Regions from separate parts of the Mus musculus genome. Here region 1 is linked to region 2. The links are chromatin contacts, called in public promoter capture Hi-C maps. All regions are on one chromosome and are shown on one strand. Each heading gives the region's core, a stretch centred on a gene start, on an enhancer-like site or on the middle of the called end of the contact. The rest is flanking DNA. Distances are from core to core; before and after follow the strand shown.

What was found. Capture Hi-C pulls out chosen DNA fragments and counts their contacts.
Region 1: a contact with region 2 is called in a promoter capture Hi-C map of adipose tissue. The contact joins two enhancer-like sites. A contact is called at or near these places in 1 of 484 Hi-C or Micro-C datasets (CD8 T cells), 4 of 115 datasets of contacts at active chromatin or transcription factors (the SCID.adh cell line, embryonic stem cells, intestinal crypt epithelium and 1 more) and 1 of 9 other capture datasets (adipose tissue).

What each region holds. Positions count from the first base shown.
Region 1 is chr8:25,778,551-25,781,683 of GRCm38.p6, forward strand. The region is part of intron 1 of Bag4 (BCL2-associated athanogene 4); the gene reads right to left. Among named protein-coding and RNA genes, the nearest start is that of Bag4, 5.1 kb to the right of the region's middle. Within about 2 kb of position 1,546, at least 8 of the 459 cell types and tissues checked have an H3K27ac peak or open chromatin away from gene starts, as enhancers often do. A contact at or near this core is called in adipose tissue, where this site is marked.
Region 2 is chr8:25,707,889-25,710,868 of GRCm38.p6, forward strand. It overlaps Nsd3 (nuclear receptor binding SET domain protein 3), which reads left to right. Exons shown (of 23, transcript NM_001081269.2): 20 at 1,175-1,316; 21 at 2,785-2,891. Among named protein-coding and RNA genes, the nearest start is that of Plpp5, 11 kb to the right of the region's middle. Within about 2 kb of position 1,548, at least 74 of the 459 cell types and tissues checked have an H3K27ac peak or open chromatin away from gene starts, as enhancers often do. A contact at or near this core is called in adipose tissue, where this site is marked.

The DNA of each region.
Region 1 (3,133 bases), core at 296-2,795, 71 kb after region 2:
AAATATTAATACAAGAAGCCTGTGATTGGACAGGGAAAAGGGAGGCAGAGGGAAGAGTTTCAGAGACAGGGATGGAGGAGGGAGGGAAGAGGAGGAAGATGGAGGATGAGCAGGACGATTCACATTCCACATGGCTTTTTAGCCACAGGTAGCTATAATATCACATAGGGATAGAATAACTTGTGTAATCTAGGTGGGTACCTTGTATCATTATCAACTGGCTCTGAAATTATCGTGTTGGCATCTTGTGAATTGAAAATTTATTGATATATAAATCTGACTGATTAATTACAAGCTTCTAGAGTTTTGATTTTCTGGGTTACTGGAATTTGGGACCACCGACCACAGGGGGTGGGTGGCTGAGAAGGTACAAGTGGCTCTGAAACAGGCGAACTGGAGTTGAGAAGACCACCACACAGAGGCTAGTCTAGAGGCAGCAGGACCACAGGAAGAGAGTAGCTGGGGGTGAACTGCGGGAACCTGCCATTCTTTTCCCTGTCCAATCACACACAAGTATATCTATACATTTTTTCTTGTATTCCAGTACTTTCTGCTTATAACTTCAGTATCATCAACTCATATAGAGCAATCACAACTGGAACGTGTGACTCAAGCTGTGATAGCACCATCTTTTCAGGGCTTTGTCTTTAAATAAATTACATTAAGACACTAACTCTTGTAAGAATGCTCCAAACCAATTCTTTTTTTTTTTTTTTGGTTTTTCGAGACAGGGTTTCTCTGTGTAGCCCTGGCTGTCCTGGAACTCACTTTGTAGACCAGGCTGGCCTCCCGCCTGCTCTGCCTCCCAAGTGCTGGGATTAAAGGTGTGTGCCACCACTGCCCTGCTCAATTCTTAAACCTTTCTGACTGTCTAGCTGAACACACAATATGTTTTATTCTTTGAACTTACAGTTTAAGTGCACTTTTGGCTCATAACAAACCACTTTTATTCCCCTTATATAGATGGGTTTTATGGTTTGTTGACTATGCTGGATTAAACCTAGAGTTATTGTATATCTACGCTCTCTACCAAGAAGACAACAAGCTGACTGTTCTAGATGTGGTGAACCCAGGCCTACATCTTCAGACTCTTAAGAGTCAGTCCCTTCAGGTGAATCTCTAAGGTTCAGTTTAGCTACCAGGATCCTCCCACTATTCATTCCCTCTCTTCCTGACTCAGCTTCCTAACGCCATAGCTCCTTGCTTTTCTTTCTTCAGCCAGACTCACCTCACAAAAAAACATCACTGAAGACCACCTCCAACCCATCCCCAGCAACTATTAACTGTCATTCTCCCCTGGAAGGGGGAGTGCCTTGTCAGCCACTCTCTACCAACTTCTGTTTATGGCCTACAAATCCTCAGAAATGTGGGTCCTAATGAGCCTCTTCCCTGTCAAGGATGGAGTGCTTCTGAGCCCACTGGTGTGTAGGTCTTAAATAGTAACCACAGCTGCTGTGAGTTCATCAATGCAGCCATCGGGTCATACCCAGAAGACAGTCTTTCATAACACCCTCCTCCTTCCTCTGCCTCGTACATTCTTTCCACTCCCGCTTCTGTAGCGCTCTTTGATCCTCAGAGGGGATAAAATGCATGACCTCTTTAGGGCTGAACACTATAACAGTGACTTTTTTTCAGCACAATAACCAGTTGTCTGAGCATTATTAGTTACCACCCACTACAACACACTGACACAACCCACACACACACACTACCACTACCAACACTATCAAACCTTTGACCAAACCTGAGAATAGCACTAATCTGTGAACATAAACATAATCAGAAGGAAGATCTTTGGTGAGCACAATTTGTCCATTTAGCAAAACAGCAGTAGGAGCAGTTTCCCCACTCAGGTCTACGACATCCCCAGCCATGGGGTTCTGAGCAGGCTTACAGTACCAGGAATGAATTCTCTCCAGGAGAGTGGGGCTCAAAGCACAAGGTGCTTCGGACCCTACAACAGTCATGCCACTCCATCACACAGGTAGGCACGTTTTCCCAGGCAAGTTAGTGGTTTAGCATGAGCCCACTGTTAGAACCTAGGTAAAACAGTTACCTGGCTAGCCTGCCATTTATAGCAAAACTTTCTCATATGTTTCTGATGTTACTAGGAAACTTTCTAATTCCAAGATGATTACATATTCTGTTATGTTCTGTGCCCTAGGGAACCCATCACGATAGAAATCAGTACAACTGTGTAGCTGCCCCTGGGATGGACTCCAACATAAGGGAGACACCTGCATCAACAGAAGAAACTATTTGGAATAAGACTTCCATTTGAGTAGTGGTTGAGTAAAATTTAAGTTCCCAAGATCTCCCTGAGAACAGACATCCTACTTGGCAGAAAGAAATATGTATGTGGATAACTGACATCCTGGTTGGCAAGTTAAGACATGAACGTTAGACAAGTCCCATCCTGGTAGACAAGTTAGGACAAAGCAAGCCCCCAGCCACAGTTGAATACCCCAACCAATGCAAGCAGGATAAGTGTACAACAAAGACTTAATCCTAAGGAAATCCCCTATCTCTAAATCCTGATTGGTGGAATAACTTGGCACAGATGTTAATGGATTGGGGCTTAAAAACCCTGTAGAATCTTAACTTTGCATCATGGCTGTTACCAAATCTGGACCATGGCCCTGGTTGACCAGTCCTGGGGTGTATGCTCAATAAACTATCCCTGTCTGACAAAGATGGACGTTTCTTAGACACCAACATCCACAGCGAGTTAAGACTGTTCATAAACCTTTTTCCTCAAGCAGCCTGCACAGCAGCTCAAGGCATTATGAAAACTAGCCAGAAGGGAGAAAGTTTACAGGTCAGTTTCGCTTTGATTTCTCTACAGTCTGCAAAGTATGTGGTGTCTTCAACAATAGGATTTTATCATCCAGTTCTGATGGCTAACCAAGAACTGTGGCAGTAGGATAAATATATTACAAACACATGTATGTATGTGTGGCTGGTGCCTGAGTAGGCCATAAGAGGGCGCTGGACCACCTACAACTAGAGTTAACAGACAGCTGTGAGCTGCCATGTGGATGCTGAATTGAGCCCAGGTCTTCTAGAAGAGCAGCCACTGAGCTGCTCAGGCCTGGACGTTCTCTCTCTCTCTTTTTTTTAAAGGTAAAACCCT
Region 2 (2,980 bases), core at 298-2,797:
TGAGCCTCATCTCAAGCAAAAACTTGACAGAAAACCAACAAAAAACAGTAAAAGAGGTTGTGGGCATGGTGGCACACACCTTTAATCCTAGCACTTTTGAGACTGAGGCAGGCAGATCTCTCAGTTCAAGGACAGCCTGGTCTACATAGCATGTTCCACACCAACCAGAGCCACATTGTCAGACACTATCTCAAAAAAGAAAAAAGGAAGATAAACTATATGTAGTTATGTCTTATGTGAAAAGTGTAGCCGGGCATGGTGGCTCACACATTTAATCCCAGCACTTGGGAGGCAGAGGCAGGCGAATTTCTGAGTTCGAGGACAGCCTGCTCTACAGAGTGAGTTCCAGGACAGCCAGGGCTACACAGAGAAACCCTGTCTCGAAAAACCAAAAAAAAAAAAAAAATTAAAAAATAGAAAAGTGTACAGCTTGCACGTGCTACAGGGTAACCTCGACTGCCGGTGTTAGGCTGGAGTCTGCGTCTCGAATCCTCTTACTGAGTTCAGTTCAGTGACAGCGTCCTGTGTGTTCAGGCCTTGGCACGACCTCACTGTTAGAGTCCACACTGACAGACCTAACTGTCTAGTGTTTCCTGCGTAGGTAACCCCTGTGAGAGGACAGACATGAAGGACTGTCACCTCCCGCTCAGAGAGAGTCTCATTGCCCTTCTCTGTCCTCGTGGGTAAACTCGTCCATCCCATAGCAGTTTATCTTCTAGCATAGAGTTCAAGAGAGAAGCTGAGAAGGAACTGCCTGAGCAGTTGGTTACCTGAACCATATAGCTCCGTGCACGATCAAGAATGCCTAAACATGTGACCTGCTGCTGATCCTTATTTATTAGACTACCATCAGCAGTTTCTATGCAGTTTCTAGAAAGAAAGAAAGAAAGAAAGAAAGAAAGAAAGAAAGAAAGAAAGAAAGAAAGAAAGAAAGAAAGAAAGAAAGAAAAGAAAGAAAGAAAAATTTAAAAAACAAAACCCTAAGGTCCTCAAATAGAGAACGTGTTAACTCCACAGAGGAGTGTCTGCAATGTTTTTAGAGCTGACAGTTGGCACACCAGCTGATGATAAATGATCCTGTCTTGGAGTTCCCTAACTGGATGTTTCTAAATGGGCTTGTATCCAGTTTATGTTGAAGCACCCCCCACACACAGACTTTTTTTTCTTTCTGAAGGACCGTATAATTGATGCTGGACCAAAGGGAAATTATTCTCGTTTCATGAACCACAGTTGTAATCCAAACTGTGAGACACAGAAGTGGACTGTAAATGGAGACGTTCGAGTTGGACTATTTGCTCTTTGTGACATTCCTGCAGGTAAAGCGTGACTTGCTGCCGGGGCCCCTCCACGGGGGAAGCCTGTCTTAAAGGCCCAGCCCCTGAGAGTCTATTCAGATCAGACAACTGGGCGTTACTTGCCAATGTGGTAAAACTACATCTAAAGAGAAAACCTGTCCAGCCTTTCTGCAGAAGAGGATGTGGGAGGGTCTGCCACAGTGCAGACACGTCACTTCCCAAAATAGTGCTGTCTGCAGAATAGAACTAGATGGCCTAGCTCTTCTGTGCGTTTAAAGCATACTAGAGGTAATTAACTCATGGAGGCTGGAGAGATGGCTCAGCAGTGGAGAGTCTATACTTGTTTTGCAGAGGGCCGGAGATCAATGCCCAGCGTGCATGTGGAGTGGCTCACGACCATACTGCAGCTGCAAGGGTCAGAGCCCTCCAGCTCCCACGGGCACCCACACACATACACACATACACACATACACACATTCACGTAATTACAAACAGTCCAAGTAAATCCTTTTTTAAGAAAGCAATTTGCTGTCCCCACACCAGCTGGCTTCTTTTTCTTTTCCTCTTCAACTCTGAAGATCATTCTGTTTCAGGTTAGACTTGAGGAGCCTCGGAGCCATGGTTACTGCTCTCCTTTCCTTCCCTCCGAGCTTGTCAACAGAACCAGCTAGTTTTCCAAGTTTAGGGGCTTGGTAAGGGCGGCTCAGTAGCTAGGGCACCTGGTGAAAGGCTGCTCAGCATGGGTGTGTGTGGTGAGCTACAGTTGTAAATGTGTATTGGTTCACAGTGGAAGGCGTTCCTAACACTGTCATGACACCACAGTAGTGTCACTTAGAAACTAGAGCTTAGCTGTAGAAAGAGGGCAAGGCTGGAAGCCCTTATTTTTAAAAAAAATTATTTATTTTCTGTATGTGAGTACACTGTCACTGTTTTCAGACACACCAGAGGAGGGCATCAGATCTCATTACAGATGGTTGTGAGCCACCATGTGGTTGATGGGTATTGAACTCAGGTCCTCTGGAAGAGCAGTCAGTGCTCTTAACAGCTGAGCCACCTCTCCAGCCCTAGAAGCCCTACCTGACCACAGGTCCCATGCCCAGAGCTCTTATTTCATTGTTTTCACCACTTTTTGCTGAAGGGTTTTCTCTTTTTAGAACATCTTAGGTGGGCAGGGATTGTTGACCACAAGGCCTCTCTCTATCATTGTTTTTAGTGAGATGGGGTATGGAAGGAAGAGTCTGTAGTTATGTGATGCGTGCATTTATATGCGCTTGTGAGGACAAGGCAGGAACTCCTAGGACTCTGCTTCACCATGGAATCTGAATCCAGGTCCCATTGTCAGGCTTTCATGGCAAGCGCTTTCACCCCGAGCCACCTTGCCAGCCTGGGACAAGCCTTTGTCTCAGAACCGTGTGTCTACATGAAAGTGTCAGGCAGTGTTTCTCCCTCCTAACATCACTGTGAATAATTTGTTTCTCCTGTATTTCAGGGATGGAGTTAACGTTTAACTATAACTTGGACTGTCTGGGCAACGGCAGGACAGTGTGCCACTGCGGAGCAGACAACTGTAGTGGATTTCTAGGAGTGCGGCCAAAGGTCAGTTGTACAGGGCACTCCACCCAGGGCAGGAAAGGGCTGTGCTACAGACATTAGCTTATGACCTGCTTGGCTTTGTTACAGAATTC